2 separate regions of the Bos taurus genome follow, and region 2 is linked to region 1. The links are chromatin contacts, called in public Hi-C maps. All regions are on one chromosome and are shown on one strand. The core of a region is the stretch at or near the end of the contact, and the rest is flanking DNA. Distances in the headings are between cores, read along the strand shown. Region 1 holds the start of TNFAIP3 (TNF alpha induced protein 3). Region 2 has its middle 78 kb from the start of PERP.

Region 1 (4,060 bases), core at 1,166-3,665:
TATCTGTTGGTAGGCCAATGAAGTATCAGAAATATGAAAAAAATGTTATGGGTGATATTGTCTTTGCATATAAGGACATTACATTCATAGCTCAGAAATTCTTTATCACAAGTCAGATTATTCTTTAATCTTAAGTGTGGAGAAGTCTAAGTCCTGGACACTTAGGCAGTGGGTATTGATTTCTTTTAAGGAGGCAATGCTGCAGGCCGTTCAAGGCTACACCAATGAATGAGGTGACACTGGACTGTCAGATATTGACATTTGCATGTCTTGCCTGTGGTTCTAGCGCTCTCTATTTGAAAGATCTTAGGTGCAGAAGAAAATAATAGAAGAGTCAGAAAAGCAAAAAGAGGCTACACCTCGTTTGTTTCGGATCTTCTTGCCTGTTTCCATGTGAGAGCAGCAGGCACTGCAGCCACAGGTGTGGTGTTGTGAGATTAACAAGGGGGTGGGTTTAGAAGACCATCTTCTAGGCAAAGCCCTGCTCTGGGATGGTGTGGAACCTACCTGAGCAGGACCAGTACCACAGGTGCTGTAGCTGGAGACTATGATGGTCATGTGACTTCATGCTGGGGAATAAGGTTATCTTTGATCTTTTGCCTCAGCATCAAGTTGATGGTCAGGCAGTAGAAGCATGTGGTCAGGCCATGCTTGCTGAGTGATGGATGGACAAATGAATGACATCATGAAAGAGGCTTTTGCCATGCCACCAAGGGGGGAGCACGTGTGATGTTTTTGTCCCTTAGTCGTGTCTGTGGCCTTACCATGATTTTGCCCAATTCCACCTGCAAGGAATGTCTGACGTCAAAAAGGAGAGATTACCATTTGACCCAGAGAATGACTTCTTCCAGGCATCATCTAGCTATCAGATTAAGAATCTAAATCTACCACCAGAAGACTCCTCAGAAGCAACCTCGGAGTCATCTAGTCCACCTGTCTTCCTGGAGTGGGCCATGAGAATTTAGACCATTTTATCAATGTCTTTAAGAAAGCTGAGACCTACCCAGGACAGGCTTTCTTGTAACATACTTTTCTTCTCCTTCTTAACTTGGTTTAACTTTCTCATCTAGAGTCTTGCCCTAGAAAACAGTATGCTACAGGACTGGGATTAACAATCACAGTGAAACTTCCTAGAGGCTCTGTTCGTGCTCGGAAACTGTCTTTGTCCTCATCTTGGAAATTTGGATGGACGGCAGGGCACTCTGCTCAGGGTCAGTGAATGTCAGCTGGCTCTCCACAAAGAGATGAGCTGTAAAGTCCCATGTTAAATCAATTCACATCTTCCCATGCTATTGTCATGGATTGGAGATGCTGGGGTTATCCCCTTCCTCTTTCATTGGTCCTGAGTGGCCCCCTCTGGCTGCAACTTCTTTCCTTGTCTGCTTCCAAACTTGTATTTCTTTCCACTGGTTGATTGTGCTTGAAGATTTCAGGATGAAAACAGGGTGAGAAATCAATCTGAGTATTGGTAGCTGGAAGATGATGATAAAATTGTGTTGGCAGTTGAGTTCAAGTAGTCCAGTTAATTCCATCATTACATAGAATATAATTCTGTGCTTTTACTATCTGCCCTTGGAAGTGTAGGATTTATTATTCTAGTATTGTTATTATTCTAATTATTCTTCTGATGTTGTAACGTTCAGTGGAGAGGTTCTGAAAGACTGCTAACTGTTTGCTCTTAAAATTGGAAAGCATCTTGCTAGGAGTAGACTTTTTTGTTGGTTATAAAACATTCAATTTAACTCTCTATGTATATATATAAATAGCATTTTATAAGTAAATGCTTTATAAATGTTCCTTTTGGGGACTATAGAGAAAATTCCAATTGACAGCCTACATAACAGCATAAAATTGCAGGATTTTCCACAAAATATTTGTTGTCTTTCCAGTATAGGGAGGGTGTGCTTGAAAGAGGTAAATCAAGACATGGACTAAAAAAAAGGGTTGCTTGGTGGTGCTCTTAGAAGAGGAGCTGACTTGCCAGGGCTACACTGTGCCTGTAACCAGCATTCAGGGCACCTCAAATCCAGTGTTTGCCCCCAGAACAACATCAGGATGAGATGGGAGTTTCAGTCAGTTAGAAGGCACCGTACCTGTTGCTGACAGACAAGCTTGGCTCCCTGACAAACATTACTGAAAACACGGGTTATTCCCCTCCTCCTCATTGCCCACTCCTTCTCTTGTTTAGACTAATCTTTAAAAATGATGTAACTTAAAACTGTCCAGTGTGAGTTCATCTTTGGGGCCAGCTAGTATCCTGGGAGTAGAGGTGACTAAGATCTTTTGCCTGCTGCTCAGGGTGATGACAAGATCAGACGGTGGGGTTTCCTGCAGGCAGGTATATAGGAGTCATATCAAAGTCAGACTAACGGCGTGGGGTTTTCTTTCCCTCCTCTTCAGGTATTGGAGAGCACCATGGCTGAGCAACTCCTTCCTCTGGCCTTGTATTTGAGCAATATGCGGAAAGCTGTGAAGATACGAGAGAGAACGCCAGCAGATATTTTTAAACCTGCCAATGGAATCATTCACCATTTTAAATCCATGCACCGATACACTCTGGAAATGTTCAGAACTTGCCAGTTTTGTCCACAGTTTCGGGAGATCATCCACAATGCTCTCATTGACAGAAACATCCAGGCTTCCCTGGAAAGCCAGAAGAAGCTCAACTGGTGTCGAGAAGTCAGGAGGCTTGTGGCACTGAAAACAAATGGTAAGACGTGCTTTTGTCTAGGGGTTGAGGTGGCTCCTACCATGCTGGGTCCCTATTTATTAAAAGGCACCAGCCCCAATTCAAATCTCTTAAGGCTATAGGTACCTTAGTATAGAGACACTCCAAGGGGCATGTGATGAAAGCAAGCTTGCTGTGTGAGTATTTAAATTAAGGGTGATTTCTAGTGCATGTTAGAGAGCAGAGCACACTGAACCTTGGAGAATGCATTTCTGGACACTGTGCGTTACATGTATGTGTAGGGTATGTATGTATGACTTCTGTATCTAATTCTTGTGACTGTTTAATCATCTGTGAAATACCCTTCCCTTACGAGTAATGGAAATATCAAAAGGCTTTAAAAAGTTCAGAAGAAAAGCATGGTGTGAAAATCAATAGTGTTTTCCACTGTCATTAGAAAATGCTCATGATGATGGCCTTACACTTCTTGAATTGATGGCATTTTATGGGTTAACCAGTGGCTGTTGTCAGCTCCTCCCTTACCTAGGTTCTGCTGCCTGCAGTCCCAAGATACTAACTAGACAGATAAACCTGAGTTCTTAGTGCAGGTTTTAGTCCTCTATTTCATTCTTTTTAGGGATTCCTAGTACTGTACTGCATTTCTTGCTATCTGTGACTGTCTGCCCAATGGCTGTTTACAACTCATTGCTGTTTCCTGTTCTAAACTTCACTGTTTTTTTTTTTTTTTTTAATTCTTTCCTTTGAGCAAGAGTATGCACATCACAGAAACATTCAAGCCTAGTGTTAAATGTAGAAACAAAATTCTACTTTATAAATGTAGTTAATTGTTACAAGAAGCAGTAGACTGCTTATTGTCTAGGTAAAAGCAGGAAACTCTTGCCCTTAGATCAGTGACAATCCTAAACCATCCCAATTATTTTGGTTGATATACATCTAAGGGCAAAATAATACATCTTCATTGACAGTGAGACCAGATGATAAGTATGTTAACTTAACTAAATGAATTGGTACCTTCACTTTGGCCGTTTTTGACTTGGGTAACTTGGCGCTATTGAGGGACATGACTTTTTGCTTGGGTTGTGGGGGTTAAGTGCATCACCTCAACATTGTGCTTTTATTTTTGAAGCATAGATTCTTAGAAACATAGAAAACGGAGGCTACCTAGTGTTTACACTGGTTTTGGCATTAAATCAAGAGATGCTTAGAAGTAGGTAATTATGTTAAGTCATCATCAAGGGGTTTATATTCCTGACAGTCTGTGGTTTTAACTCTCCCATTTTGTTACAAAAAGAGGTGGAGTCAACTTTGGGAGAGTTGAAAAGAAGAGATTCTGCCAAATTAGAAATGTGGTAATAAGAAAAAAACCATTTT
Region 2 (4,063 bases), core at 908-3,407, 100 kb after region 1:
CTTTACATTTCCAGGTTTTATACCCACTCTATAAAACATCTGTTTCTCTCCCTAATTCAAAATGAGGAAATGTAGCCAGAGAACTTAAGCAACAGGGCCTGTGGGGAAACGAGCTCTGAGGACTGTGGTCCCCCAAGGTGCCAGCCTCCATCTCTAGGGAGGGGGTGCGTCAGCCCTGGGAACTGGAGGGAGGAGCTCTTAGGAGACCCTGGGGATGCTGGAGACCTGCCTGTTGTTGATGGTAAATTCAGCCTTGGGAATTAGCTAAAGGCAGAAGTTTCCATCGCCCAGATGTGATGCTGTGATTTCTAATAAGAAATACATCTTTGGCTTTGTCCTGGTTCCTAGCACAGAGCTCCTGAAACTCTTGTAAATTCCTAAGTGGTAAGTACACTAAGGGGGCTTCCCTGGTGTCTCAGACCGTAAAGAATCTGCCTGCAATGCAGACCTGAGTTCGATCCCTGGGTCAGGAAGATCCCCTGAAGAAGGGCATGACTATCCCCTCCAGTATTCTTACAAAGAGTTGGACAAGATTGAGTGACTAACCCTTTCACTTTCAAGAACACTAGGAGCATCTCTTGTGCTAATGAGGAGACTCTGAGAGCACTCCTGGGATGGGGGCTGGTCACCAGAAAGACCAAGTCATGATTAGATGCTCGGCATTTTCAGCCTCATCCTCTCAACCACACCTCTCTAGAAAGAGAAGAGGGCCTGGAAATGGAGTGAAGGTGCCATCATGCCTATATGATGAAGCCTCCAGGAAAATCCCAAAGTAAGGGGTTCAGAGAACTTCCCGGGTGGTGAACACATCCCTGTACCAGCTGGTGATGCATCCCAACTGCACGGGGACAGATGCTCCTGAATCCACGACCCTTCCAGAACTCACCCTATGTAGCACTTCATCAGGCTGCTCATCTGTACCCTTTAACAAACTAGTAAACAGAAGTGTTTCCCTGAGTTCTGTGAGCTGTTCTAGTAAATAATCAAGTCCCAGGGGGAGAAGATCAGGTATGTAGCCGTGAAGCTGTGGAAACCCAATGACCTCCACTTGCATTTGGCTTCGATGTGGGAGAAGGGGAAGTCTGTTGGGACTGAGCCCTTCACCTGTGGGGTCAGACGCTACCTCTAAGTAGACAGTACAGAACTGAGTTAAATCGTAGGACCCCCAGATGGTGTCACAGAAATTGCTCAGTATGGGAAAACCTGATTCCCATTTCATGTCAGAAGTGTGGTGAGAGACACACAGGAAGGAAGATTGGATAGTTTTCTAAGCCACCATCCCAAGCTGGAACCCATCCAGAAATCGAACCACAGTTACGCCAACTGTGTTGGGATTCTAGAAATTCTGTATTATGCCAGTTTTAGTTATCTGTGATCTATTTGTAGTCCTATACATTTGTGATATGCAATTTTGTTGTTGTTCAGTCACCAAGTCATGTCCGACTCTTTGTGACCCCATGGACTGCAGCACGCCAGGCTTCCCTGTCCATCACCATCTCCCAGAGTTTGCCCAAATTCATGTCCATTGAATCGGTGATGCCATCCAACCATCTCATCCTCTGTCACCCCCTTCCCCTCCTGCCTTCAATCTTTCCCAATATCAGGGTCTTTTCCAGTGAACCAGCAGTTTGCATCAGGTGGCCAAAGTATTGGAGCTTCAGTAAGTGTTTTAAAATCAAAAGGACCTGGGGAGCTTTCTTCAGAGATGACTAGGAAGGGAGGGACCCAGGAGGGGGCGCTGGCCTGGCCCTCAGGGGACAGGAAGGGCTGGGAAAGCAGGCTGAGTCACTGCAGGCTGAAATCAAGAAGGAACAAACCAAGGGACCCCAGAGATGTGTGCTTGACAAGAGGCTATAAGCTGAGTAAGAAGTAGAGAATCGGACAAAGTCCTCTGACGGGTGTGGGGCTGGAGAGGGAGGAAGTGGGCCTCACACCTGGGTGGGAACAACTCGTCAACCTGTCAAAACCTATTTCCCATCAAGGGAAGGCTGGCCGCTTCCCAGCTGGCATGGTGAATGGTGTGTACTGATTGTAAAGGGTGAGGGTCAGGCTTGGAGAGCATCTTGGAGAGGGTACTTGTTTCAAGGCCACAGGGACGGACAACCAGAGAAAGTTGCTGCTGTCTGTCACTGGTTCTCTGTGGATTAGTGGTTACCAGCCTGGGCTGTTGGTACAAAGGTAAGTCAGAGTCAGCAAAAGCAATAGACTTTACATCACAGATAAGCCTTGTACTCTTGGTGAAATTATTGCACAATACACTGTACCTGAAACGGAAATGACTTTTGAGGCCCGCCTGTCCCTCCCGGCAGGAAGGAGTGAGAATTGAGCCCCACAACACTCTACCTCCGCTTCCGTAGATAAACTCCCCTGCTCCCACCCTCCATGCTCTTTCTTACACTTGCCTGGCCAAACCCCACCCTGGTTAACCCCACCCTCTATCACTCTGTGCCTGCAGCCCTACCCCCACACAGGGCTGGAAAAAACACTCCACCGTGGCAGCTGGTCTTATTTTAAATTCCTGGCAGCAGATATCTGAGATTCTGCTAGGCCCATCCTAGCCCAAGCAGTTCTGTCATATTTCCCAAGTCAGCTCACTCCTGTGACCTTGTAGATGACGTCACGCATCTTCTCTCCTCTTCAAACTTCCATCACATTCTCCCCCTTCCTGACTCTGCTAAAGTGCGTCCATTTTATGGTGAAAGTTGAAGCAACCAAAAGAGAAATTCCACACCCTGTTATCTCCACATTCACCCAGCCACCCCACCTGCCTCGGTGCTCGAACCATTTGCCTTCCCTCTGTAACTCTGGAGGAGCAGCCCGTGATCATTAGATCAATAAAACCAATTTAGCACATTATGTCCCATCCCTTTTCACCTACTCAAGGACACCATGGCCCACTTGATCTCATGCACCACTCATTTCCCTCCTCTCTTAGCCCAGTCCCAACAGCATACAAACATGCTATAATAGCTCCCATGTCACACACACATCTTCTGAAATCTACTTTCCCCTCCAGTTATTATCCCACTTGTCCCTTTTCTTTTAGAGCAAAATGCCTTAAAGAGTTTTTAATCCTTTGTGATCTCCACTTCCATTCTTCCCATGCTCTCTAGAACCCACTCCAGTCAGACTTCTGCCTGACTCTCCCACTGCAAGAGTTCTGGGCAAAGACAGCAACCGGCACACGGTCAAGCCCCAGGGTCACTGCATAGTCTTTTTTGTCTCATCCATTAGCAGTATCTGTTGTTCCTCTCTCCCTTCTTGAAACACTAACTTCATTTGGCTGGTCAATCATGACTTCCTCTTGGTTTTCCTCTGAATGCACTGGCCTCTTTTTATTGTCCACTGAACTTCATCCTCTCATGAACTCTGGATGTGGGGAGTGCCCCAGGGTGTAGTCCTCTGACCTTTTTTCAGCTCAGACTACATTCACTTCCTCAGCTTTCAGTGTGACTCTGGCCAGCAACTCCTGTACCGACATCTCTAACCAGACTCTCCCCTGAATTCCAGGATCCGGAATCTATCTGCTGGACACCTCTGATAACCCATGGACAGTGCTTCAGCAGTTGGCCTCCAGAATCTATTTGTGATGGAAGCCTAGCCCTTCCACTTAGCAGATGCAGGAACAGAAAAGTGTTGACGTATTAAGTGTGACTGCTGGTCTTGAAAAGGCTTCTTCGTGAGGTTGATCCTTGGTTGGTATCTAGCAACCTGGATTTTGAGATTGTTTACTCCATTTCCCAAATTGATAAGAGTGCCTCCTGTCCCTGAACTGGGCAAGCAGTACAGTTAATGCTGAATATCTGCTTTCCTTCTGGGAGCCTGGAATTTGTACACATGCTGGGCAGAGATCATCTATACGACCAGCCTCCAATAAGTATCCAGGCACTGAGTCACTAATGAGCTTCCCTGGGAGTCACTTCACATGTGTTTTCACCACTCATTGTTGGGGACATTAAGTGCATCCTGGGTGACTGTACCAGGAGGGGACTCTCGGAAGCTTGTGTCTGGTTTCCCCTCAACTTTGTCCTCTGTGCCTTTTTCCTTTGCTTATTTTACTTGG

Evidence for each region. A called contact is a pair of places that touch in the nucleus more often than the background predicts.
Region 2: a Hi-C map of liver shows a contact between it and region 1, with 2.3 times the contacts expected there. The contact joins the enhancer-like site here to the promoter of TNFAIP3 in region 1. A contact is called at or near these places in 3 of 11 Hi-C or Micro-C datasets (liver, skeletal muscle and an unstated tissue).

Annotation. Positions count from the first base shown.
Region 1 is chr9:75,742,318-75,746,377 of ARS-UCD2.0, forward strand. TNFAIP3 (TNF alpha induced protein 3) reads left to right here and starts at 2,416. Exons shown (of 8, transcript NM_001192170.1): 1 at 2,416-2,710. The coding sequence starts at 2,416.
Region 2 is chr9:75,847,049-75,851,111 of ARS-UCD2.0, forward strand. No RefSeq gene overlaps it. Among named protein-coding and RNA genes, the nearest start is that of PERP, 78 kb to the right of the region's middle. Within about 2 kb of position 2,158, at least 14 of the 102 cell types and tissues checked have an H3K27ac peak or open chromatin away from gene starts, as enhancers often do. A contact at or near this core is called in liver, where this site is marked.